Regions from separate parts of the Mus musculus genome. Here all the other regions are linked to region 2. The links are chromatin contacts, called in public ChIA-PET maps. All regions are on one chromosome and are shown on one strand. The core of a region is the stretch at or near the end of the contact, and the rest is flanking DNA. Distances in the headings are between cores, read along the strand shown.

The links. ChIA-PET counts read pairs in DNA pulled down with a chosen protein or histone mark.
Region 1: a contact with region 2 is called in an RNA polymerase II ChIA-PET map of memory CD8 T cells, with 16 read pairs. The contact joins the enhancer-like site here to the promoter of Ulk1 in region 2. A contact is called at or near these places in 1 of 39 promoter capture datasets (hippocampal neurons) and 5 of 115 datasets of contacts at active chromatin or transcription factors (embryonic forebrain, embryonic stem cells, forebrain and 2 more).
Region 3: a contact with region 2 is called in an RNA polymerase II ChIA-PET map of memory CD8 T cells, with 8 read pairs. The contact joins the enhancer-like site here to the promoter of Ulk1 in region 2. A contact is called at or near these places in 5 of 39 promoter capture datasets (the C10 cell line, frontonasal cranial neural crest, hippocampal neurons and 2 more), 1 of 484 Hi-C or Micro-C datasets (CD4 T cells) and 5 of 115 datasets of contacts at active chromatin or transcription factors (astrocytes, effector CD8 T cells, embryonic forebrain and 2 more).

Annotation. Positions count from the first base shown.
Region 1 is chr5:111,158,507-111,161,823 of GRCm38.p6, forward strand. All of the region lies in intron 5 of Ttc28 (tetratricopeptide repeat domain 28), which reads left to right. Among named protein-coding and RNA genes, the nearest start is that of Gm35628, 75 kb to the right of the region's middle. Within about 2 kb of position 1,620, at least 64 of the 459 cell types and tissues checked have an H3K27ac peak or open chromatin away from gene starts, as enhancers often do. A contact at or near this core is called in memory CD8 T cells, where this site is marked.
Region 2 is chr5:110,808,276-110,811,807 of GRCm38.p6, forward strand. Ulk1 (unc-51 like kinase 1) reads right to left here and starts at 1,806. Exons shown (of 28, transcript NM_009469.3): 1 at 1,339-1,806; 2 at 852-944; 3 at 730-771. The coding sequence starts at 1,449.
Region 3 is chr5:111,176,523-111,180,055 of GRCm38.p6, forward strand. The region is part of intron 5 of Ttc28 (tetratricopeptide repeat domain 28); the gene reads left to right. Among named protein-coding and RNA genes, the nearest start is that of Gm35628, 57 kb to the right of the region's middle. Within about 2 kb of position 2,184, at least 152 of the 459 cell types and tissues checked have an H3K27ac peak or open chromatin away from gene starts, as enhancers often do. A contact at or near this core is called in effector CD8 T cells, memory CD8 T cells and pre-B cells, where this site is marked.

The DNA of each region.
Region 1 (3,317 bases), core at 370-2,869, 350 kb after region 2:
GCAGACGACTGCTGTGGTGGTGACAGATGCCCAAGAAAGTCTCATTAAGGGAAGACGACTTATCTTGGCTCATGGGTTCACTCCATCATGGTGGGGAGGTTACATCAGCTCTAAGCAGCTCCAGCCACGGCAGGCACGGTGTCCTCCTGGCAGGTTTCCTCCTTCTCCCCCTTACACTCCATCTCAGCACCCAACCTGTGGGAAGGTGCTGCCCATGAAGAGGGCCGCACTTAATCCTCTCACACATCAAAGGTGAGCACTAACAACCTCCTCAGTGCCTCTCACCCACACCAGCTCCTCAGTGGAGATCAACCATTACAGTGCTTTAGTCTGACCCCTCCTCTCCTGGGGTGAGCAGGACCTTGGAGTTTCCCAACAGGCCATGCCAAAATTGTGCTAAAGAGATGACCCCATGGGTAAAGAATGATTGCTGAGTTCAGATGCAAGTATCCCTGTAAAAAGCAGGGTGTGGCCACATACCTGTAACCCCCATGCTGGGAGTGGGGACAGGAAGGTCTCTGGGGCTGGCTGGCCACCACCCTAGCTGCGGACTGATTGAGAGACCCTGACTCAAGGGAGAGAAGCAGAGATCAATCAAGCAGGACCTCAGTCAATATCCTCCTGGCGTCTGCACATGCACAGTCAGGCTTGTATACACGTGCACACACACACATGCACACACACAGATACACACATATACACACACACAGGATTGTATACACATGCACACACAGGCTTGTATACACACACACACAGGCTTGTATATACACACATGCACAGGCTTATATGCATGCACACACACAGGTTAGTATGCACACACAAACAAATCATGCATATGCTGGCACTTTTGGGGTGTGTGTGTGTGTGTGTGTGTGTGTGGTTAGTGTACCATTGTAGCATCTGCCCTGCTGGAATCTCCCTCTCCCTGTTGGATACAAAGGAACAGTAGCTACAGTGTCCATGTGTAGGATCTCCAGATGACAGGATGTCTGTTGCCAAGGGAAGTCTCCGTTGATGGCCATCAAAATACTGAAGCTCTGAGATTTATAATCACAAGGGGCTGAGTGTTACCCAGACTGGGGAGCAGGTTTCCCCTGGGCACAGTCTCCAAATGAGAGCTCATGCCGCCTTCACAATGCCTCTGGCATCCCACAGGAGCCAGCGAGGCTGTGCCTGGACTCCTGACTCACCAGACAGAGCAACGAATGCGTGCTGTTTTAAGTGGCTCTGTCTGTGGACGTGTTGTTACGCAGCAATAGATAACTAACACAGTGTCTCGGCGGGGCTGAACAAGACACTGCAGTCTGAGCTCCTGCTCTGCATAAGTGCCTGGCATCTGGTAACGAGATGTGTGACTGTGCTTTACTAAACATTTCGTCCCTCACGCCTAACACTCCTAAGGAAACGAGAAAGTTTTAGTTCCCCGAAAAGAACTGAGTCAGCACCTTGATTGTCAAACTCCTGAAGCAGGTGTCCCAGATAAAGGACACCAGATGTGTCACAGCAGCTGGAGTAGGGAAAGTCTGAAATCACAAAGATTATGTCGAGTGCAGCTCTGTGCGCAGGAGAGAACAAAGGGAAAATGAAAATCAGGTTTCCTAGGGGAGGTGGGGGGAGCGTCTGTAGTGTGGTGATGGGGGAGCTTCAGGAGGCACCCCCACTTCCTGTAGACAGAGACGGTTGGCATGGTTACTGACGGAATACACATAGAACATTTTTTAACCCCTCCCCCCCGTTTCCGTGTGGCTCGATCTCTTACTCGAGCCCCAGATGGGGGTCGGGGGTCCCAGTTCACAATCAGTCCTCTGAGCTGCCTACCTCCCCTGACCTCAGGATAGCTGTGGGATGGAATAAGCTCCCTCTTACATCAAGGAAGAGGACTAAAAATTATTCTGTAAACATCTTCTGAGTGTTTGCAACTTGTTGCCTGCTCCTCTGATCTTCTCTACAGTAGCTCTCTGTGTCTGGTGCTTTTCCCATCACTGGTTAACCAAATAGTCCCAGGCTAAAAGCAGCCCAGCTGCATGCTCGGGAGCCCATGGCCAGTGGTCCCCTGGGATAGAGCTCAAATCTACTGAGTCCAGGACTGTGCAGAGCATCAGTGTGCTCTGAGCCCCCCACCCCCAGCCTTCCAGGGAAGCTCCAAGGTCAGTTTCTTCATAAAAGAGGCCATTTGCATTGTTAAAAAAAAAAAAAAACATTTATTGATATTGGCCCAGAAGCCAGGGCGGCCCACCTGTGAAGGTCTCAGTGTGACCCAGGCAGCTGCATGGGCTGCATAAACCTCTCTGTCCTCTCTGCCACGAGCTTAGGGTTTTCTCCCAAGAGCGTCCTCACCCGACTTGTTAGGAGTCTGGATCAGATTTATTTTCCCTGTCAGTTAAAAAAAAGTAAAAGACAATTTAAAAACTCTCACACAACAGGTAGCAGTGGGGAGGAAAATGTCAGACAGCAGACTGAATCAGCTGGTGAAGAAAGGCTTTTATTAGGAATGAGGAAACACACACTGAACACTCGCGCGCACACACACACACACACGCACACGCACACGCACACGCACACACACGCACAGCAAGGGGTGGGGCTTGGGAAGCTGAAGTCCAATCACACCTTGAGACTGGAGATCTCAGGGTCCCTTGAGAGTCTCCCTCCCTAATTTAGGATTGGTCAGTTTAAATAAAGACAGGGAGGCTGATGGACCCCCTACTTTGGGGTAATTCTATTCTGGCCTTAACATTTTCAGATTTGCTCACAGGTCGGGAAACTGTATTGATTGGAGAAAAAACCCGCCAGGAATCTGGTCTCTGGTCAGGAGTATGCAAGAGAAGCTGGAAGTCTGCCATCTTTGTATCTAGCTGTGGCCTTTCCTTCTGCCTGTCTGCTTATCCCTCACTCTATGAAGCAATAAAATTGTGGATGTTGCCAGTCTCACATCTTTCTAGTATTCTCTGTAGTCAGCTGGGTATGAGGCCCAGCTTGCCTCTGCTACACCACAGCCAAAGCCAAAGTCACTTCCAGTAGAACCCCCACCCCCACCTGTGACTGTATGTGTTTCCCAGCTCATACGGTTGGAACACTGTGGGTGGCAGCTCACAGGACATCGTCTTCTGTGAAAAGGGTGGCAGAAAAATGGTTTCCTTGACTTGGATGTTGGGGACGTTTTTATCAAAAAATGAACTAGCAAGCCTGACATCTTAAAGACAACGGCATTTGTTATCACTGCAAAGTTGTAAGGAGAAGTTGGAATGGGGGCAGGGGATATCTGTGCCTGCCAGTATGAGTGAACCTGATAGCTTCCTGGTATTTAAAGATTTTTC
Region 2 (3,532 bases), core at 556-3,055:
CCACACGAGCGCATCCAGGGCCTCCAGCCCCTGCCACCACTGGGCTGGGGGGCTTGGAGGGCAGCACAGAAGCTGGCTGGTCAGCTGGCTTGCTCATTCAGGCAGCCAATTCTGAGGTGGCGGTAGCAACCTCCCGCCGGCCGGATGAGTGGGCCCAGCCCCAACTGCCGGCTAGAAGGAATCTCCAGCAACCCCTCCCCCTTCCAGCCTCTGACGCAGGAGTGGGCTGGCCAATGCCAGGCCGCTGAAGCAATGTCAACAAACAAACCCGCCAGCCCAGACAGGTGGGCCTGCCCGGAACCCCATTCTCAGTAAGGGCCACTGGGTCAGACATCACAGTGAAGAAAGGGTCTTTGGCACCAGGGTACGCTGAACCCAAACAATGTAAACCAGGCAATCGCCAGAGATTCAACATTAGTGTTGATGGCCGCCTTCCTTCCCATGCAGGCAACATATAAGCTAGAGAGGTCCCCAGAACCTAGGAAAAGCCAGGAAAAACTTGGACCAGAGATGAGGTCTCCCTGGCCCTAAGTGGCCTCACAGTAGGACAAGCGTGAGACAAGGCATTCAGAACCCAGCTCCTTTCACCTAAACCAAATACTAATCTAAAGCCATCATCTGCCCTCAGGGGGGCTCCAGCCCCAGGCAACCTAGGTCCTGAAGCAACAGTGGATGGGACAAGGGCAAGAATAGATTTACCCCTCCCCCAAGCCCAACGCTGAGCCTTACCTGGAAGTCATACAGCGCCACGATGTTTTCGTGCTTTAGTTCCTAGGACACAAATCCAAGTTTCTCATGAGCAAGAAAAGAGCTGACCCACCCTCTCCCCCTCCCCCGAGGCGCTGGCTCACCTTCAGGATTTTGATTTCCTTTCCCAGCAGTGTTTGGGACTTGGCAAGGTTCTTCTTGTTAATGCATTTGACGGCCACCTCCAGGTCGTGCTTCTGAAAAGCCAAACGTGAACCTTCAGGGTTGAAAACAACCCCCCCTCCTGCTCCCCACCAAGCAGGGAACACAGAGATGGCTTAGGGTGGCTGTCCCAAGGGTCTTGGAATGGGAGGCTGCCAGAGGCAGACAGATAGTGAGTGTCTGTCAGCCGGCCTGGAATTTAAGTCCCAGGATGGAGTCCCAGGTTAGGTTCTCAGAACTGGTCTGACTTCGGGGCTAGGTAGGGAATCCTGTGCTGGCTGGCGTCTCCAGTTTTCTGGAGCTAGAGTAGCAGGTGGGTTTCCCGGGCTGGGGGGTCCTTAATTGGGTCCCTCTACGGATTACCGGAGGTAAGGTGTCCCTTGGGCTGGGAGTCCGGGATTGCGAGGCCTCCGCGGGAGCCTCACCCACCTCGCGGTGTCGACCCTTGAAGACCACCGCGAAGGCGCCGTGTCCAATCAGGTCCTTGCGAGAGAACTCGAACTTGCCCACGGTCTCGACGCCGCCGCGGCCCGGCTCCATAGCGCGCGCGGGCCGGGGGCGCGAGCCCGGGCTCGGGCCCCGGGGCGGCGCTACGGGGTGCGCTGGGCTCAGGCGGAGGCCGGCGGGCCGCGTACGCGGGGACGGAGGCGCGGGCTCATCGCCAGGGCCCCGTGCCCCATCGGGCAGGCCTGAGCCGGGTCCCAGTCCCACAGGCCGGCGGACGGAGGGGCGCGCTCCCTCGGCGTCCTCCTCGGTACCCTCCCGGCGCTGACAGTCGGGACCCGGTCCGACTCGGGACTCAGCTCTGACACACTCCAGCTCCAAGTCCGGGCCTGACTGACGATGCGGCTCGGAGCCCCGCAGGGAAACAAAAGATCCGCGGCACCCGGGCCTCGGAGCCCGAGGTGCCGGCGCAGCCGCACTGCGTGGAGGCGGGACGATGGGCGGGGCCTGCGGAGCTCAAGACCTCTTAGGCGGCGGAGCTGGCAATGGGCGGGTCCGAAATGAAGGACACCTCGTGGGTGGTAAGGCGGGGCGGGGCTTAGTTTGGGTGGTGCCTCGATGGGCCCAGCCCTATACTGGGCGGGACTTGAGAGAGGAGGCAGGATATGGGCGGGGCCGGAGCAGACTGGGCATGTCAATGTCAGAACTATCTCTGGTTGTGGCTCCTCGCTCTGCCCTAGGCATTTTTTTATTTACTTATTTTATTCATATGTATATGTGTGTGCCTACAGGAGTTTATATGCACCGTGTATGTGTATATAAACACGTGAAACATTCATATTAAACATGTATGTGTCGGGTCCTGGAATTGGAGTTTCAGGCAGTAATGAGCTGCCATGTGGAAACTGGTAACCAAACCAGGAGAGCAGTAGATGCTCTTAATAGCTGAGCCATCTCTCCAGCTCTGCCCTACGTACTTCCTACCACTTGTTTTGTTTTGTTTTGTTTTGTTTGTGCTTTCTTTTGGAGAAGTCGAGATAGGATTTCTTTGTGTATCCCTGCCTGTCCTGGAACTCACTCAGTAGAACTGGCTGGCTTCAGACTCAGAGATCTGCCTGCCTCTGCCTCCTGAGAACTGGGGATTGAAAGTTTTTTAACTGAGTCTTCTCACATTGTAGGCCCGACTGGTCTCGAACTTGCTTTGTCTCTTTGTAGATCGTGCTGACCTCAAACTCACAGATATCCCTCAGCCTCTTCCTCCTGAGTATTGGAATTAAAGGCAGGTGCCACCACATCCATTTTCTCTCTTTTATTACATTTGCTTATTCTGTATGTGGGGACGGAGACTTGAGAACATGGTCATGTGAAGGTCAGAGGAAAATGTAAAAGATGTTTCTGTCTACTTTGTGACTCTTAACATTAAATTCAGGTTGTCAAACTTGGCAACAAGGTCTTTTATCCTTGGAGCCATCTCACCGAAGGCATCAGTTTTCCTTCATTTATTATTTTACTTAACTTTTGTTGTTAGAGGGGAAGTTTGAGGCAGGGTTTCCTGTAGTCCAGGCTATCCCAGAGCTCATCACATAGAATAGCCGTGAGCTGCTGATTCTCCTGCAAATGCTGGGATTATTTATAGCATGGGCATTTGGTTTGCCTCAGGTGTTTTTCTTGCCTGTCTGGTCACATGGGAACTGCATGGGCATGTTGGAGCACTTGATGTATACAAACATTGTCATTTGGGGAGGGGTATATTGCCATGTTGACCCAATGCCAAATCAAAGGCTCTGTGTGTGTGTGTGTGTGTGTGTGTGTGTGTGTGTGTGTGTGTGTTGTCGCACATACCCATTCTGAGTCTCACCATATGAAGGATGACATGGGCATGTTTGAGCTCATGATACTTATGACCACAGTCATTTGGGGAGGAGGTGTGCAATGTGGGCAATTTTGTTCACATGCCATTTTTGAGCCCAATAACACAGGGAAATGTGTGAGCATGTGTGCACACATGCCCTATTTCAATCTGGTCCTAGATTATTCACCCTCAAGCCATTTCCTAGCCCACTCGCATACCATGGGGGTGGGGAATGTCCATTGTTGTGTTTTATAAAAAAAGAAAAGAAAAGGAAAAAGGAAACCAGGGAGCCAGGGATATGTCTAGTAGAGGCATGGTATGATGAGG
Region 3 (3,533 bases), core at 934-3,433, 370 kb after region 2:
TGGGCCGCGGGCGGCATGAAAATGGCTGTTGGTCTCACACACCTCCGTCTATGTGGCCCAGCCTAGCTTCCTGTCTCTGAGGCTGTTTGCTCTGTCTCCTCTCCTCCAGGAAGTATGCGTAGAAGCCAGAGCAGGGTGTGAGAGGGAGCCACTACGCTTGATGTGAGGCTCAGGTCAGCTCGCTGGCCGAAGCCAGGGTGGTGGACACACGTTTCTATATTCTGTCTGGCTATTAAAAGGGAAGCCTGCGGTCTGACCATCAGCTTCCCAGTGGCACGAGAGAGGGAAGTGTGGTACTGCTAGCTTGATGCTTTCTTTAGAATAAGGCCACACCAGCTGCCTGGTAGAGGTGCTGAATTCTGTACAGGTTTTGCCATGGAATAGTCAGTCATTGGGTGGGTTCATGGGCACTGATGGAGAAGGTGACAGTCTTTAAGCACTGAGTGACACCCTAGGAGGCCTCGACCATCATCGACCCCCCCCCCATAAGAATCACATTATCACCTCAGGTGCTCAAGTCTTAATGTTTCATAAATTAGACGTACATACCATTTAAGACACAGCCCAGGAGAACGCGGTTCAGTCTGCAGGCTTCTCGTGCCTTGGCTTCTATTGATTCTCCCGAAGTAAACCCATGGCTCGGAGAAGCCCGGTTGACCTTTGCCTCTAGATTCATACAAGCTTGTAGAGATTAGCTAATGCTGATTTAGGTGCCCGGTTCTTCTCAAATGTGGTTTTCCTATAAAAAGGACTAAAGTTCCAATGCAGAAGTGTATGTCACCGGCACGGAACTGGGCCGATAGAGTTTTCATAGCTGACTCTCCCCGGGATGTCTCCTGGAGAGTAACGTTACTCGTTTATACCCGAGTATTAGTCAGGATTGGCGGGCCATGGGGTAATAAGCAATCCCAGTATCTCAGAGGCTTAAAGCAGAGCTTCCTTTCGTGTGCCCACTCTGTGTCCACTACAGATGAGCCAGGGGTCTCGTACACGCTGTCATGCTTCCTACTTGCGGATCAGTTCAGATGGAACAGTTGTAGCAACAGAAGAAAGGATGTGGTGATATGTCCTGCTCTCACATTGTCTCCGTTTTCCAGGAGACAATCGTGTGCGTTAGCCGAGGCAGGTACACAGCCACCTCCAGTCAGCTTCACACGGGCTGGGGAGAGACGTCCCAAGGACTGCCCTCGGTCAGTACTAACACGGGTGCCATGTTAGTTAGCATTGCTCTCCTTAGCCTGTGGCTCTCCCTCCTGCCGTGTGCCGGGCTCTCCGTGCAGAGCTTGAGCCATGGATACCAGGACTGGAATTGCCGCGTGTGTCCCTGCCCAGCGGTATTGTTAGTACTTTTAGGATGTCACACCTCTGTGCACACAGATTTGTCTCGTCACGTGTCAGGTTTGACATGATGATCATCAGATGAAGCTGTGTGTGGAAAAGCCTTGTATTGTCCACCCTAGGTATAGACTCGCCCAACCTGCCTCTGTTTGAGCTGTTTCTGTTTCCTGTAACTACCCACCCACCCCCAAGGGGGGAAGTTCTATCTATCTATCTATCTATCTATCTATCTATCTATCTATCAACTGCCTTATTTTAGAGCAGAAAACTGAGGAAATAGGGTTTGCACACTGTCACCTCCTACTTCCCCTTCATTGACATCTTCTGTAAGGTATATATCTCATAAATGATGAGCCGGCGTTGATGTATTGTTAGCTGAAGTTGACATTTACAGTAGGGCTCACTCTGTGTTGTAAATGTAAATGTCACATATCCGCTATTGTATCACACAGAACAGTGTCAGTGCCCTAAAACCCCCGTTATGCCACCACTCACTGTCCCCAGGAACTTCTTCACTCTGAAGCTTGCCTGGTCCTGAATGACGCAAGCGGAAAGGAGCCGTCTCAGGCTGGCCTCTTTCACCGATGCGTATATCTCTGGTTTCACCTTTTGTCTTGTGGCTTTACAGACAAACTCAGCCTCACATGGCCTCACAAACGCCACCGTTTCAACATTAACTGTTTGAAAGTCTTTGGCTGTGTTATTTTGGTTTGGAGGTAAGGCCTTGTGAACTCAAGCAATCAATTCTCGTGTGCCGGCCACCCGAGGGCTGGAACCACGGGGCTGTGATTTGGGAGGCTGTAAAGCCTGAGGAAATGGAGCCTGACTGGAGGAAGCGGGTCACTGGGGCGGGCCTCACTCCACTTCCTGCTCGCTCTCTGCTTCTTGACTCCAGATGCACTGTGCCCTCACCGTGGTGTTCTCCTCAAACCCACATCGCCTCAAACCTTAAGGCAAAACTAATCCTCCCTTCAGCTCCGCGTGTCAGGTGTTCTTTAGTCACAGCCACAGGACAAGTGACGTAGCCATCCCTAAAACAAGGGCAGCTGTTCAGGCAGACATTTGCAGAGTGGTAATCTGGGTACGGTGCTGCCTGCTGTTTGTGAGGGAAAAGGTGCTGCCTGTCAGGATTTAGCTGCTTCTGCTGTCTTGGTAGCTGTGGTGGCAGGGTTTTGTGATATGTCACCTGGCCCTCTTAGCACATCTCTGAAATTATGTGCTAAGTATGTTGGAGATAAAAAGAAACTAAAACCTACAAGTTTAAGCACCAGCCAAACCCTGACCTGGGCTTTCCAAGCCTTACAAAGTATTAATATACATGTCTCACAAGGGGAGGGGGTACCTGGAGTTCTGTGTACTGTGATTGCATGCATTGTAGCCTCACAGTCTGCCCTATGTCCTATCCCAGAGCCTGTCCATGTGTCTGTGTTCCTTCCCTGGGCTTTGGTACCTAACTGAGGCCCCAGGTTTATGAGCACTGAACCGCAGGGAATACCTCACCCACGTGGGCTTAGGTAGTAAAAGGGAGAATCAATATTTCTGCGACTAACTGCAAATACAATCCCCATCTCCCCAAGTACATGCAATTAATCAATTGGTAAGCACACCAAATATTCCTTAGGTAACCGTGCAAACTATAACCACTATGAAAAATGCACACTGTAAGGACAGGAGGAAATGTGTGCATTGTCAGGACAGTGTTTAGTGTTCATGTCACCAGTGTGGTTCTAATTTGGATAGCTTAAACCTTATTTTAGTTCTCAAACTCAAAACCCTTGAAAATGGGTTGATGTGTGAATAAATTTCTAGCTCTAGCTTGAGCCTCATGAAGCTTGTCAGGGTGACGGGGTGGCTGGCCCCAGTGCCAGAGCCTGTAGCTCGGAGCGGTGCTTTGGCAAAAACACAACTCATTTATATCACATCGAAAGAGAAAGCCATTGTCTTCCTCTGCCAGATAGTTTGCTAGTGATGCTTTCTGGCTGCATTTTAGTATTCAAATACAGATGTTCCCAGATGTGCCCTCTGTGGGAAGCAGCTGCTGCTTTTCTGGCACAGAAACTGCAGAGAGGTCAATATACAAAGGCAGCACAAACCTCAGTACAGACACAGTGCCTGTGTGCAGTGGGCCTGGCGTTCCCAGGCGGCAGGGGGCCCTCGTACCCCCCTTAATAACCTGAAACTGTCTCAGATTTACC